2 separate regions of the Manis pentadactyla genome follow, and region 2 is linked to region 1. Evidence: chromatin contacts called from public Hi-C data. All regions are on one chromosome and are shown on one strand. Each heading gives the region's core, a stretch centred on a gene start, on an enhancer-like site or on the middle of the called end of the contact. The rest is flanking DNA. Distances are from core to core; before and after follow the strand shown.

Region 1 (3,790 bases), core at 1,148-3,647:
AATCAAAGGCTGACCTACTATGATTTAAGTATACGTGTAAGTGTGGAGAAACGTGGATGTCAGGGAAGGGGACAGCGTGTGTTTGGTGGGGAGGTGATGTGATTTTATTTTCTATTTTAGGAATTTTGGAAGAAAGACATGGATGGGACTAGGAGACACCAGGGTGGAAGACAAGCATTAGCTGCCTCTTTAATATAACTCTTCACTTTCCTTAGCAAGAATAAAATACTGCTCCAGATAGTAACCTTAGTTGTTCTATTTATAAAGAAAAAAGGTGGAGGTCTTGGAATTTTTGTGGGGAAAACACTTTAAATTTTCTTGTGGTAGGGAGGAGGGAAAACACAAGAATGAGAACTTAGACTACTGTTTATTAACATGAACTGAGTTGAACTGGTCTAATACATAGTCAATCATAAGACAAAGATAACTAAAAAGTGGAAATGAGAAAGCAAATAGAAATTTCAATTTTTTAAAAGACATTTCAAAAAAATTGCTAGTCCACAGATAAACAAGAGTTAACTACCTCTAATTCTACATAAAAAGGATTCTGTTATAATTCTCCACTAGTGCAGAAAGATTCAAATGCCAGTTTAACAAATAAAAAGCACCCCCATTACAGGCCTTCTCAGGAGAATCAAACAGTGGCAGAGATGTCATACCACCACCTTGAATTTTTACTACTAATAAGGAGAATATTCAACAAAAGCAGAAAAGTAGCAAGAAGGGTTGTTTTCCTTGCATATTACCACCTGCGCAAAACAACATACCCGTCCCCCCAACCCCCACAAGAGGAGTCTACTGGTTAATTATCCATGTGACACAGGTCATTTCATCTATATGCAGGAGTGTTGTTTGGAATATGGGGACATATAGCATGATTAAATCCAATAAACAAAGCTGTTGCAAAATCAAAGAAAATTTCCCTTCCTATAGCTTATGAGTTTCATTAATGCTCTCTCCTTGCGAAACAGAAAACAAAAAGCATAAAGCAATTTTAAACAATCTCTTTCCTCATGATCCTTCAAGAACTCAGTGGATTTTAAGGAATTGGGTGTGCTTCTCTATGATTTTTTTTTAAACCCCAAATTAGGAGTAACCCACCCTTATCAATGATCCCAAACAATGCAAAAGAGCACAATTAAAATGACAGCAACTCTTATCCACTGCTGGTCACGGGATGTTATAAATCCCAGAGAAACTACTAAAGTAGAAATAATAATAATAACAATAATCAACCAGATACAAATGATAAAACTTCTGCCAGAAAAAGCATCATTCTACATAGGATGTTTGGGCACACGTGATTTTGACCCATTATTAGACTGCTTAACAGTTAAAATTTGGAGGATAGGGTTTCATACTTTTAAAATCAAGCTCATCTATTAAAAAGTTTTTTTTAATGCAATATCGGGATGTAGATAGATATTCCTTCCCGTCTACTGTCTTCCATGAGACATTTTTCCACGCTGACTAGCACATCCTCAAGTGCAACTCCATAAGCAGATTTAGTACCAGAAATACGCGTTAAAAAGCCTTTATACCACACACACACACACAGAAATATAATGGTTTGCAAAGGTCTGGTTAGTTCTGATTGTTGGTAGAGATTAGAGCATGCAATGACTAGACAGTGCTCTGAACAGAATAAACGGGACCCCGGCCGCTTTATCTCCAAGATGCAACAATAAAAGCATCCTCCTCCCCGCCTCATACTTCGCCGGAAAGTGGCTCTATGCCAGGGTGCCAGGAGACCGCAGGAAAAAAGCCCGGCTCGGGACCGGCGCCCAGCCTGCCTCACCTTATAGACGTCCCCGTAGGTGCCGCTGCCGACCCTCTGGACAAGTTCGTAGTCCTGCTGCGGGTTCCGTCTCAGGATGTCCGCGGCAGGCCGCGGCGGGGCCTCCATCTTCGCTCAGGGCTCTGCCCGCGGCGCCCCGGTTCCCACTAACGAGGACGATCCGCGCCGCTTCCCAACATGGAGCCTCGGCTCGCAGCTCCTCCTGCACGAAGGATAAGCAAAAGCTACCACCCCGAGCAGCCCAGCCCCTTCCCTTCCGCTCCGCCGGGGCCCCCGGAGAAGCGGGCCTGGAGGGTCCCCGGTGCCCCGCAGCCCCGTTCTGTCCGCGGCCCTTCCTCCTCCCTGGCTTCCCGCGAACTGCCAGGCCCGGTCTCCCCGCCCGCCGGGGCCCGGGGCCGCATCGGTACCCGAGGGGCCGGCCCCGCTCTTTGTTGAGCACTGCGCCCGGGACCCACTTCCTGGCCAGCGCCTGCGTCCTGCTTGCCGGCACTCGCCGGCCGATCCAGGGCTTGCGCCGGCGCCTCCAGCGGCACCACACGGAGGAGCGTACGGTCGCGCCGCCGCACCACGTTCCCCACCCGGGGCTGCGTCACCGGGAGAAACGTTCCCGGCCAGCGCGGGTCAGCGCCCAGCGGCCCGCCCGAGAGCGCCGGCCGCGCGACCAGAGTGCCGCCCTGAGGCCTGGTCAGGTCACGACATCCTCCGGGCCGGGCTGCCGCACCCCGGCAGGGCGAGTCCCTTCGAGTCCTTTCAGGCTCTGCTACCCACTCTCAGAGGTTAGGAGCGCCCCTGGGCACTCGTGGGCCGACGCGCCTCGGCTAAACTGCCCCCAGATTCGTCAGGTAAACTTGGAGGGTGACAGGTGAAGTGGGATGGGGGCACGAGGGGGATGGGAACGCAGCCCTCCCAGATTAACACGGAAAAGGTGCATTGAGGGCACTGGGCCAGAAGTAGCCTGGCACTGGGGCGCCGGGAAAGACGTCGGGGAGTGCCTGGTTAACTAAGCTGCGGCACACCCTACTGCACCTTCCTGTTTTGCAAACTATTCCCAGTGGTACCAGTTTGAGGCTGCCTGCACACCTGCACAACCTGTCTTCTACGGAGTTTTTCCGAGACATTTCTGAAAACCTGATTTCTGAGGACGACTCAGTGACCTTTATCCCTTTTGGGCACGCGGTGTCTAACCGTAGATATTGCGCCTTTAATTGAATCAGGAGTTCTGCTGAAGCTAAAATAAAGTTAGGGACCACAAACTGGTTCTGGCTCTGGCCCTACTACTTACGATGTGATCTGTATTTGGCAGTATCTCAATATCCTTATCTGCAACTTGAAGAGGATAAGTTTTTGCATCTGACACCCAAGAAAGTGTTTATAAAGCATTTTACAGGATTATAAAGAGGGTTATCAAACATAAGAGGTTTTAAAATACTTCACAATGCACAGCACATGGAATAGAGTTCAGGGAAGTAATTTGGCTGATATTTCACAAGCTGTTCTGCAATTTCAATTCCAGTCTTGTCCTGAATGTAGAAATAAAATTGCCCGATTTATACCTACTGGAAAAGTTATTTCTAAAGCCCATTAAAGATTGAACAGAAAAAGCCAGATAACCCTCAACCAATGTATTTAGTGACTGAAAAATCACAAAAGAGCAAGTTGCCAATGTTGGCTTGTGGCTTCCAATTCAATCTGAACTTCCAATGCAATTCTGTACTCAGGCAATATATTCCTTGTTGCTGATCATTGTAATCAGTTATATAATGTATAAATTAAATTCACACCTTAATAGGAAAAGGAATATATGTATTTTCTTGTGCTCCATGCACAAAGAGCACTTACTTGGGGAACATAAGTAAGCTGACTTACATGCTCTATGGACAAAGCCTATGTGTTTGCTGCATTGAAAAAATTACTGAAGAACAGTTCCTTCATTCAGAGCTTCTTGGCACTTGTTTTGGTGGGCACATACTTTTGGCTGCAATGACTCAAAAT
Region 2 (3,708 bases), core at 245-2,744, 230 kb before region 1:
AGAACAGATAGGGTTGCCAAGAGTTAGGAAGGGTGGAGAGAGATTGGCTGTGAAAATAAAGGAGTAAGTAACACAAGGGATATCTTTGTGGTGATGCAACATTTCTGTATCTTAATTGTGGTGGTAGTTACAGAAATTAACACACAATTAAATTGCATACAAAACACACACACACACACACACACACTGATGAGTGCCTGGAAAACTGATGAAATATGAATAAGGTCTGTGATTTGTGCCAATGTCGATTTCCTAGTTTTGATATTGTACTATAGTTATGTAAAGTGTTACTGTTGGGGTAAATTGGGTGAAGGGTACATCAGATTTTTTTTCAACTTCTTATGGGCCTATAATATTTTCAAAATAAAAATATAAACAAAACCTTCACCAACCCTGATTTTCTTCCCTTAGGAAAACCTTCCGAAGAGTTGTCTCCACATTCCCACCAGGAATCACAAATCCTATCCCATTCTAATCCTCCTCCAATTCAGTAACACACAGCAGCCAGAGTCAACTTTTGAAACACCAACATTTAATTACTCCCCCTTCTTAAAAACCCTTTAAAAGCCTCCAAAGCCTCTTAGAATAAAATTTAATGTGTAGTTTAAATAAAATTCCTGCTGTGATGTAGCCCTTCTCCAGTGTCATTCCACACCATCTCTGTTCCGCCAAAGTCCAGTCACACTCATCTTCACCGCTTTCTAGTTCCTGAAATAGCCAAGAGTTTTCTAGCTTTAAAGACTTCGCATAAACCATTCTCCACAGAAAGCAGAGAAAGTGGTTTCGAATGGGACCTCCGAACTTCAAATCACAGGACACTGAATTCTTCAGGCTTTGATTAGCGCATGAGCTGCTTCTCACAGGAACAACTCTAGTGTTTGCTGACAGCTGACTGACTTTAAGAACGTTTCAGATCTTCCAAGCAACACCAGGAATGCATATTTGATTGCTTACAGCGCGGTAGTTCCTTTAATCCTTAAAACGACCGCCTACGGGAGAGACTAGCACCCAGTTCACAACTGAGCCTTTAATGAGCTTAAGTAACCCGCCCAGAGTTGAAAAGGAAGTGGAGAGCTTGTAATCAAAGCCAGAACTGCTTCTGACCTCTACGCAATACTGCGTGTCTTATCCTCTTCCTCCAGCCCACGAACACAACCAGGGAATCCTGCAGGTAGCTAGCTCCCTTGGATCCTGGGATCCAAGACTAGAGACGGGCTCCACATGATCCCAACTTTCCCTCACGCCCGAGACGGGAAGACCAGCAGGGGCAGGACAGCGCGAGGCGCCTCTGAAAGAAGCAGCATTGCAGGCGGCGAGCGCACGTCAGCGGCTACTCACCTGGTGCTGGCTCGGCGGCCACCTTGGCACAGTGGCCAGGGCCTCCCCAGTGCCCGCCAGCCTGCCGCGGAGAAGCCCCCCGGGAGAGCCCCCCTGGCGGGTCCGCAGGTACTGCCCAGGTAACGCAGCACCGGTACCATCGCCCGCGTCCGTCCCCTGCCTCAGCCCCAGGGGTCGCTCCTAGGGCCGGACAGAGCCAGGCTCCCTGCGCTCTCTGGGCCCGCCTCCCACGCGGGAGCCAATGAAGCGCGCGCCTCTGCCCCACGTGGGAGCGGACCAGTGACCAATGGAAGGGCGCGGAGGAGGATGATGGGGAGGTCGGCGACGCTGTAGACGCGAGGGACTGCCACTCGCTCGCTCGCTCCCGCCCTCGGACGCTGTGAGTAGGAGTTAGGCCCCGAGCGGGGCAGGACTAGGGTGGTTGTTACGCTCTGCCCTTTCCCTACTCGCATTGCTAGTCTGACTGAAAACCCGGCTCGCGCAGTCGCGCGTCTTCGTCTTCACCGCCGATCCTATTGCGGGCGGCGGGAGAAAGTGTGGGCTCGGTTACGGTGAAAACTCTCCTTTGGGCGAACCCAGCTGCCTCCCTTCCTCCCGGCCCCGCCCCGGCCCCTCGAGGCCTGGGCGGACGTGCCCAGAGAAGGGGCCGGAGCGATCCCAGGATCCAAGGGAGCTTGCTTCCGCCCCTACACTGTCTATCCGGGCCAAGACCCTTGCGCGCCGCAACGCCTGATAGCCTGCGGTCTCTGCGCCGCCTCTGTGAGCTCCCGAGGTGTCTTTCATAGTCACTTATTGGGCCTGGGAACACCGACCGCCTACATGAACCACACCATGCTGCCGTCATTTAGCAGTCTCTCTTAAATACTGGGCCGAGGTACAGTTTTACATATGCTGTGCGTGCCTGGAATAGCGACTCACCTGTACAGGTCACTTCACCCATTTGTTTATCTGTAATATGCGGGAGTTGGGCAGTGTAATCTCTGAAGGACCTAATTCTGTAAAATTACGTGATTCCCCTGCATCGTGCCAGTTTAACTCACATTCTCTGTGCCCAATGATGGATTTTGATTTTTAGGGTCAGGACAGCTGAACAATAAAAGTAAAATGATATAACTTTATTGCTGGAAGGACTAATTTGGCTTCAGTCTTTAATCAAGTGGCTTGGGCAAGTGATTTCACCTCTTCGCCTCAGACCCTCTGTGAACTAGGAATAATAGCAGAGCTTTCTTCGTAGGGCTCTTATGTTGATTACATACATAAAGCGTTGAGCACAGTGAAGTACTTAATAAATGACTGCTTTTATTATGTTTAAATGGTTTTACCCCCCTGGAAAACTGTACATAATTTGCTTTTTTTTGAAAACTGTGTAGAATGTTACCTGCTTATTCCATCACAAATGAAAAAAAAAAGTAAGAGATGGGTTTTTTTAATTCAATGTCTTATTTTGAGATAATTTCAGATTCCCATGTAGTTGTATGAAACAATAGAGAACCTGTGTACCCTTTACCCAATCTCCCCCAATGATAACATCTTGCAAAGCTGTAGAACAATCAGAACCAGGATATTGACATGGACACAATCCATTGATCTATTTCAGATTTTCCCAGTTTTACGTCTGTTTAGTTCTATATAGTTTTTAGTATAGTATAGCCTATGTATTTAGTTCTGTACAATGTAATTTATTATAAATTCTTGCATACCACAGTCAAGCTACAGCACAGTTCCATCACCACAAGGATCCCTCCCTCCTGAGGGCACCCATTTCCCTTATCTGTTTTCCCTTTATAAAATCTTGTCACTTTTTCATTTTAAGAGTATTCTATAAACAGAATTATACAATATGTTGCTTTCCAGACTTATTGCTGAGTAAGCAGTATATCATGGTATGGATATATCCCAATAGGTTTAACCATTCATCCATTTAAAGGACATCTGAGTGGTTTCCAGTTTTTAGCTATTTTTAATAAAGCTGCTGTAGACATTAATGTATTGCTTTTTGTATGAACCTGTTTTTGTTTCTCTGAAGTAAATGCCAGAGAGTCCAGTTGCTGGGTCATATGATAAGTACATGTTTAGTTTTGTAAGAAACTGCAAATGGTTTTCCAAAGTGGCTTTACCTTTTTACTTTCCCACCTGCGATGTTTCAGTGGTCCAGTTCCTCATTGTCACCAACATTTGTTATTGTCACTACTTTTTATTTTAACCACTCTGACAGGTATACAGTAGAGGTATGTTATTTTTAAGTTTGTACAGGATGTAGTGGATTTATTACTAGGTTGAATAGAGGATCATGTATTTCTAGGTTCATGGTCAGACTTTCATGGAAAAACTGGGCCCATAGTAGGGACCCTTTTTACTACTCTGTGACTT

What was found. A called contact is a pair of places that touch in the nucleus more often than the background predicts.
Region 2: a contact with region 1 is called in a Hi-C map of skin fibroblasts, with 5 times the contacts expected there. The contact joins the promoter of L2HGDH here to the promoter of MAP4K5 in region 1. A contact is called at or near these places in 2 of 3 Hi-C or Micro-C datasets (fibroblasts and skin fibroblasts).

Annotation. Positions count from the first base shown.
Region 1 is chr11:49,419,683-49,423,472 of mManPen7.hap1, reverse strand. MAP4K5 (mitogen-activated protein kinase kinase kinase kinase 5) reads right to left here and starts at 2,397. Exons shown (of 32, transcript XM_057488474.1): 1 at 2,254-2,397; 2 at 1,799-2,000. The coding sequence starts at 1,906. ATL1 (atlastin GTPase 1) reads left to right here and starts at 2,527. Exons shown (of 15, transcript XM_036917356.2): 1 at 2,527-2,640.
Region 2 is chr11:49,644,164-49,647,871 of mManPen7.hap1, reverse strand. L2HGDH (L-2-hydroxyglutarate dehydrogenase) reads right to left here and starts at 1,494. Exons shown (of 11, transcript XM_057488475.1): 1 at 1,339-1,494. The coding sequence starts at 1,478. It overlaps DMAC2L (distal membrane arm assembly component 2 like), which reads left to right and starts at 1,334. Exons shown (of 5, transcript XM_057488479.1): 1 at 1,334-1,457.